2 separate regions of the Neogale vison genome follow, and region 2 is linked to region 1. The links are chromatin contacts, called in public Hi-C maps. All regions are on one chromosome and are shown on one strand. The core of a region is the stretch at or near the end of the contact, and the rest is flanking DNA. Distances in the headings are between cores, read along the strand shown. Region 1 holds the start of AFG3L2 (AFG3-like protein 2). Region 2 holds the start of SPIRE1 (protein spire homolog 1).

Region 1 (3,054 bases), core at 25-2,524:
TAATAGGATACTGTATGTTAACATTCAGTAAAAAATTTTAATAATGGTATGAATTTACCATTGTTTTAAACAGTCCCCTATAGATGAATATTCTAGTTATTTCCAATAAATTGTGACTACAAGCCATGCTGTAATTATTAACCTTGTGCTCACAGCATTTTATACATGTGCAAGTTGTCTGTAGGGTTCGTTTCTATAAATGGAATGTCCGGGTTAAGGAACACATGCATTTGACATTTAGGTAGACATTGCCAATTTCCCTTCCACACGCTGTCATCATTCTTTGTGCCCACCAGTTATTTCTGAGAACGCCTGCCAGTAGAGTGAGTTGTCAATATATTGGATTTTGCCACTGTGACAGGTAAGAAATTTCATTACCATTTCAGTGTCTGTTCTTCCAGATTTTTCCTGTCTATGTGCATACGTTAATACATTTCTGAGGCCACCTTCATACTCCTCCCCAGCCTCATCTCCTGCCTTTCCTTTTCCTCCCCATCGGCAACATCAGCTACCATTTATATTATACATACTACTGGCCAAGCTAACAGAAAACAGTGACATGTAAAACTTGACTCCAGAGTCCTCTCTCTCCTCCACAGTCACGGAGTGCGAAACAGCGTGCAGTTCCATTGAGTTCATCTGAGAATCATTTCTCTTTCAAACGGCTCCCAATGGATCCAAGCCAGATGTCACAGTCTCAACACTTTTATCATTGCATTTAGCTCACCGATTTGTGATTATTTGCATTGCTCTCCTAGGGTTAGGGATGTGTGTTAGCATCTCCAGACACTTGGGCGATGCCGCCGCTGATTAGGAGCTCAATAAAATATTTCGGGAGTGACACACCGAGTGTGAATGCCCAAAATGTCGACAATGGCCTCGCGCCGAAACAAGGAAAGATCCGTTCGTCTGGGGCCGCAGCAGCCTTCCCGGCTCTCTCCTGGTTGCTACGAGCTGGCCCCGCCCCGCAGCCCTCGCCTCCGCTAGCCCTTCTACCCTACGGCCACGCCTCCAGCCCCGCCCCAACGTCCCGCCCTCCTCCCCGCCCACCAGCCCTACGCTCCTCCCTCTAGGCCCACTACCACGCCCGCCCTCCCCTCCACCCCGCCCACTACCCGCTGTCGCCCTCGACGCTCCTCCTCTTTCGATCGCGCCGCTCCGGGAGCGAGGACGCTCCGGACCCGAAAGAACGGCCCTAGACCCCTGCGCCCGCTCTGCGGCTGACGTCAGCACGCCGGGAGGGGTGGAGCTGGGAGAAGACGCGCGCGTCGAGAGCGTGGGCTCGCCTGTGAGCCCGGGACCCGCAGCGCGGTTCGCTGGTTGTTCCGACCCGGTTCCCGCGACCGGAGTCGGTCCGTCGCCGCCTCTCCGGCCGCAGAGCCGCGCCTGCGCAGCGCCCCCGGCCCGAGCAGGCGGCGCCGGCGGCCATGGCGCACCGCTTCCTGCGGCTGTGGGGCCGGGGAGGCTGCTGGCCCCGCGGCCTGCCCCCACTGTTCGTGCCTGGTGGCCGCCTGGACCCCACCGAGCGGTCCTGCCTCCGGACGGTGAGTCCCGGGGGCCCAGCGCCCTCCGTCCCCGGCCCGGCTCGACCCTCGGGCCTGCTTCCGGCCCGGGAGAGCAGGCCGTCAAGGTCACCGGCCCCCGGGCGCTCTCGCGCCTGTCCGGGCGTCTGGGGCGGGTTCCTCGCGTGAATGAGGCCGCGTGCGCTGCGTGTTCCGTGCCAGGACGCCCAGCGTTTCAGATCGGTTTTCTCCCGTGGTTCCCGTAAGCACGCTGTGCGTCTCAAACCCTGGGTGTAGAATTGGATTTTTGAAAACAGAATCAAATACTTGTGCGTCAGGGAGCTTCAAAAAGATCATCCGGGAGGGTCCTCTGACTTCATTCAGGACGAACCCATTTTACAGATAGAGCAAATGAGACCTGAAAACGTTAAGGAACTTGTCTGTCGTATCTCCAGTGTAGCTTACCTTTCTTTCACCTGCTCTCATGGTATGGAAAAGTAGCAGCTGTTGTGCGTGTGTTTTAAGCGTTGCCAACGGGAGCATGGTCTGAAAGCACAGGTTTTGGAGGTAAGCTACGCAGCCTCTCTCAGCCTCCATTTCTCCATCTGTAGAATGGGGCTATTGCTGCCATTCTGGGTCTGGCACATAGTAGATAATACATATTAACTATGATTATTAATAACATCATCTCCTCAGAGTAGAGAATGTGCTTTTTGTTGTATAAGAAGGCCTGTCTTCAGTTGGAGGCTGTTTTTCTGTTGGTAAGGAGCAGATAACAGGGCTCCCACGTGTGGGCTGCGGTAGTACGTTTTTCTGAAGTGATGGTAGCCTGTTCTCCCGGGACAGCGGCAGTAATCTGTCAAGTAAAGGTTCATGTAATGGGTGGGTAGTCAGTATCATCTATTTCAGCCACATGGTCTCTTGCTGTCTGCCAGTTTTTTAGAGACCAGCCTTGGCATTGGTTTACTTAGGGCCAAGGGGCAAATGAACACGGTGGTTAAGGCCCAGAGTCAGTCACAGGAACCTGTCACTTACTAGCCAGATGCCTTTGAGGAAATTATCTCAGCCTCTCCACTTAAAATGGAGCCTTCATGATTTTCTTTGAAAATCTTGCCAGTCTTGGAGTATCTTCATCTCTGTCTTACACGACTGCCCTGCGCTAGGCCTAACGTTTGCGTCACATCGTCTTGCCATCTTACCATGCCCTCTTCATTTGTCCCTAGTGAATACTGGACTCAGACAAGTAAGAAGCAGATAGGGATCTGCCCTTTGATTTTGCAGTTATGATGTCAGGAATCTTACCTGAACATCTTTTCTCTTTTCCTGTGAGTCTTGGATGCTTAGGTCTAAGGAAGTCCCCTGTGCTGACAGCAGTAGCTGATTGATCAGGGGTCTGTGACACATCCCTGGTGTTGCTTAGAAGATCTCTATGGGGACATTAGGGCATTGCTAGGGAGTCTGAAAGAACAGATTTGCCTTTAGGTTTGTGCCACTAGTAAAGGTCAGACACAGAAGAAGTACGATTCTCACAATTTTTCCGGGGAAAAGATTT
Region 2 (3,066 bases), core at 112-2,611, 240 kb before region 1:
TGTATGTACTGTGATATCTTAAGCATTGGTAATAGACCCTTGTAATTTTTAGTGCAAGATGCAATGGTTAAGAGCGTGGGATCTAATATAACACACAAAGCTGCCTTAAAAGTTTAATTGGTAATTACTGTAAATTTCTTACTCGGTTGATACTTTAAACTCTCTCTGGTTCTTAGCACTAGCCTCAGAATGGAAAGTTACCAATTAAACTCGTTTACCAATGAGTGATTATTTTATCTAAGAATGATGTTGTATTGCATAACTTAATGAAGTCAGCGAGGTTCTGGGGAGTGCAGTATTTCTTTTCTTCTACGGCTTGTTCCCCTCAGTTCAATGTTGCCACCCTGATACTAATTCCACATCGTCTGAACATACTGGGCTCACTGGACTATGATGAGTGCGATCACTGGAGACATCCTTAGGGAGGAGTTGTGCGAACGTTACAAAATGAATCCGGAAGGACGCTGAAACTAATGTCTACAAATTATTTACAACATGGTTATATCCCAGGCCCTCATCTACGCACTTGGGAGAAGTCAGTGAGCAAACCCCATAAAGGCCCCTGTCCTCAGAGAGCTTACAATGAAAATGGGAGGACCTATTCAATAAACAGTACATCTAAGTAAATTATACGGTATCTCGATGGCGACAACTACCCCAAAAAGAGCAGAGGAGGATCCGGGGGATGATGAAGGAGCGAGGCCGGGCGCAGTACGAAGTCGGCTGGTCAGGAGAAACCGTGTGGAGGCTTGAAAGAGGCGCAGGACCCGCGCCCAGCCGACCGCCGGGGGTGGGCGGGAGCAGGCGCGGCGGCGGGGGAAGCCGGAGCGGTTTCAGAGACCTTTATTAGGAATTTGCTACAGGCTGGGTTCGAACTCCAAATTAGCCTCCCAGCGAGTCAGTTCCTGGGGGATCCAGGGCCAGTGGCCTCCCAGCGCGACGGGGGATCGCTGCAGTCGGCGCGGTCAGCTTGGCCACGGAGGGCACACCCGAGCTGCGGGCCGTGCGGACCCTTGGCGGGGCGGCTCCGCGGCCCCGGCACCGAGCGCGCGGCGAGGCGCGGGGCGGGGCCGGCGGACGCCATCGCGTCGCTACGGGCCGGCGGCAGCGGCGGCCTGGTCAGGACGGCCGCGGCGTCCTCGCCGCTCTCCGCTCGCCCACGGCAGCCGGGCCCTCGCCCAGTCCCCCGCCTGGTCCCCCACGGCGGCGCGCGCGGCCAGGTTGGGCGGGGCGGTTCCGGGGATGAGGAGGAGGCGGCGCGCCGAGACGATGCTCCGGAGCTGAAGAGACGCCGGCACACGGCGCGGCGGCCGAGCGCAGCGCCGACCCGCGGGATGGCTCAGCCGGCGGGCCCGGCGGGCGGCGGGGGGCCTGCGGACTCCGGGGCGGCTGGCGGCCCGCCGGACGCGCTGAGCCTGGAGGAGATCCTGCGGCTCTACAACCAGCCCATCAACGAGGAGCAGGCGTGGGCCGTGTGCTACCAGTGCTGCGGCTCCCTGCGCGCCGCGGACGCCGGCCGCCGCCAGCCCCGTCGCCGCGTGCGCTCAGCCGCGCAGATCCGCGTCTGGAGGGACGGCACCGTCACCCTGGCGCCCGACGACGCGGGAGAGCCGCCCCCGGCCACGGGTGAGGCCGCCGACCTGCGACTCCACCGAGACCCCTCTCCGCGGCCCCTTTTCCCTGGAAGCCCCCGGCCAGGCCCTTACGCCCCGCGACTCCCACCTCCCATGGGAGGACCCCCCCTGCGGCCCCATTTTTCTCCCTCGTCTTCCTGGGCCCTGCCCTTCTGCTGTGCGCCCCCCACCTCCGACAGGAGGACCCCCACCGCGGCCCCCCTTTTCCTTCGCAATGCCTGGGCCCTGCCCTTCCGCCCGGCGAACGCCCACCTCCCCTGGGAGAGCCGGGAGGAGCAGGGCCTGGGGCCGGCGGGGGGCGGGGTGGTGGTGGTGCTGGCCCTGTGGTCTAGCGGGGGCTCCACGTAGGTCAGAACAGGGGGGTGGGGGGACGGGCAGCGGCACAAAGAGGGGTTGTGAAGAGGGCGTCCGGGCGGGCCTGCGCCCCCCGAGTAGGGCCGCGGACCTGCCCAAGGTGCTGGTAATTGCACAGACTGTCATAGGACAGCTGCCCCCGTCTTGTTTGGGAAATGGAGTGGGTTGGGTCCTTTTCATGATAAGCTATGTATACATACTTACATGCCAGGGCTGTTTACTTGGGATGTGGTAGGTGCTATGAAAGGTTCACGTGAGATCTCGTCAAGGATAGTTAATTCTGCTGTCAGGAAAATTACACCTTTCGGAATGAGTAGTCAGCTAATAGTATTTTTTTTTTTTTTTAATTTGGTAACGAATTCCTTCAGTTTGGAAATATAAAAAGCCCCGAAGAGAATGTTGCTATTTTGGGAGAAACAGGAGGAGACGAAATAATGATTTCTAGCTCTTGAAAGTTAAAAATAACTACCATTTACCTGTGTGTTAAAATTTGTTGCAATGAGAAAACAGGCTTGTCAAGTCAAAAGTTGACAGGATGTCAGATAAACATAAAATGGGTTTTAGTTAGGTTATTGTCCAATGTAAATTCTTCAAGATTATCACCTACACATTATTATGTAGCTAGCGCTTACTCAGAGAGGTACTGATGATGAGGGGATTGATAATAGGTTTCTCCTATCAGTTTTTATATATTTCAGTCTTTTGAGAGGCAAGTATATTAAAAACATAGAGAAATAATCCGCCCTCACTTTTAGAAAGTTGATGGAAATGTCAAAATGCTTAAGGTGAAAGATGTACTTCATTATTCAGTAAAATGACATTTAATCCAAATCCTTATCTAAATTGATTAAAATAAAAAGCATTCAAGATTTTAGTTATCAATTCTTTCACTTCCCATAAACATTAAAGTGTGTGTGTGTGTGTGTCAGGTAAATGCATTTTAGAACTTTGACTTGTTTAAATCTATTCTTCATAATTCTCTGGAAATTATTTTATTATTATAGTTTTTAGTTTGATGTGTTTATTTTTTAAAGTTGGACTTAATGTTAGTGGGAAATACTTGGTATTATAATTTATT

The links. Hi-C and Micro-C count contacts between places; a contact is called where the count stands out from the background.
Region 2: a Hi-C map of tongue shows a contact between it and region 1, with 5 times the contacts expected there. The contact joins the promoter of SPIRE1 here to the promoter of AFG3L2 in region 1. A contact is called at or near these places in 3 of 3 Hi-C or Micro-C datasets (fibroblasts, muscle and tongue).

The regions. Positions count from the first base shown.
Region 1 is chr3:209,913,792-209,916,845 of ASM_NN_V1, reverse strand. AFG3L2 (AFG3-like protein 2) reads left to right here and starts at 1,274. Exons shown (of 17, transcript XM_044243644.1): 1 at 1,274-1,544. The coding sequence starts at 1,428.
Region 2 is chr3:210,152,752-210,155,817 of ASM_NN_V1, reverse strand. It overlaps SPIRE1 (protein spire homolog 1), which reads left to right and starts at 1,361. Exons shown (of 18, transcript XM_044243648.1): 1 at 1,361-1,626.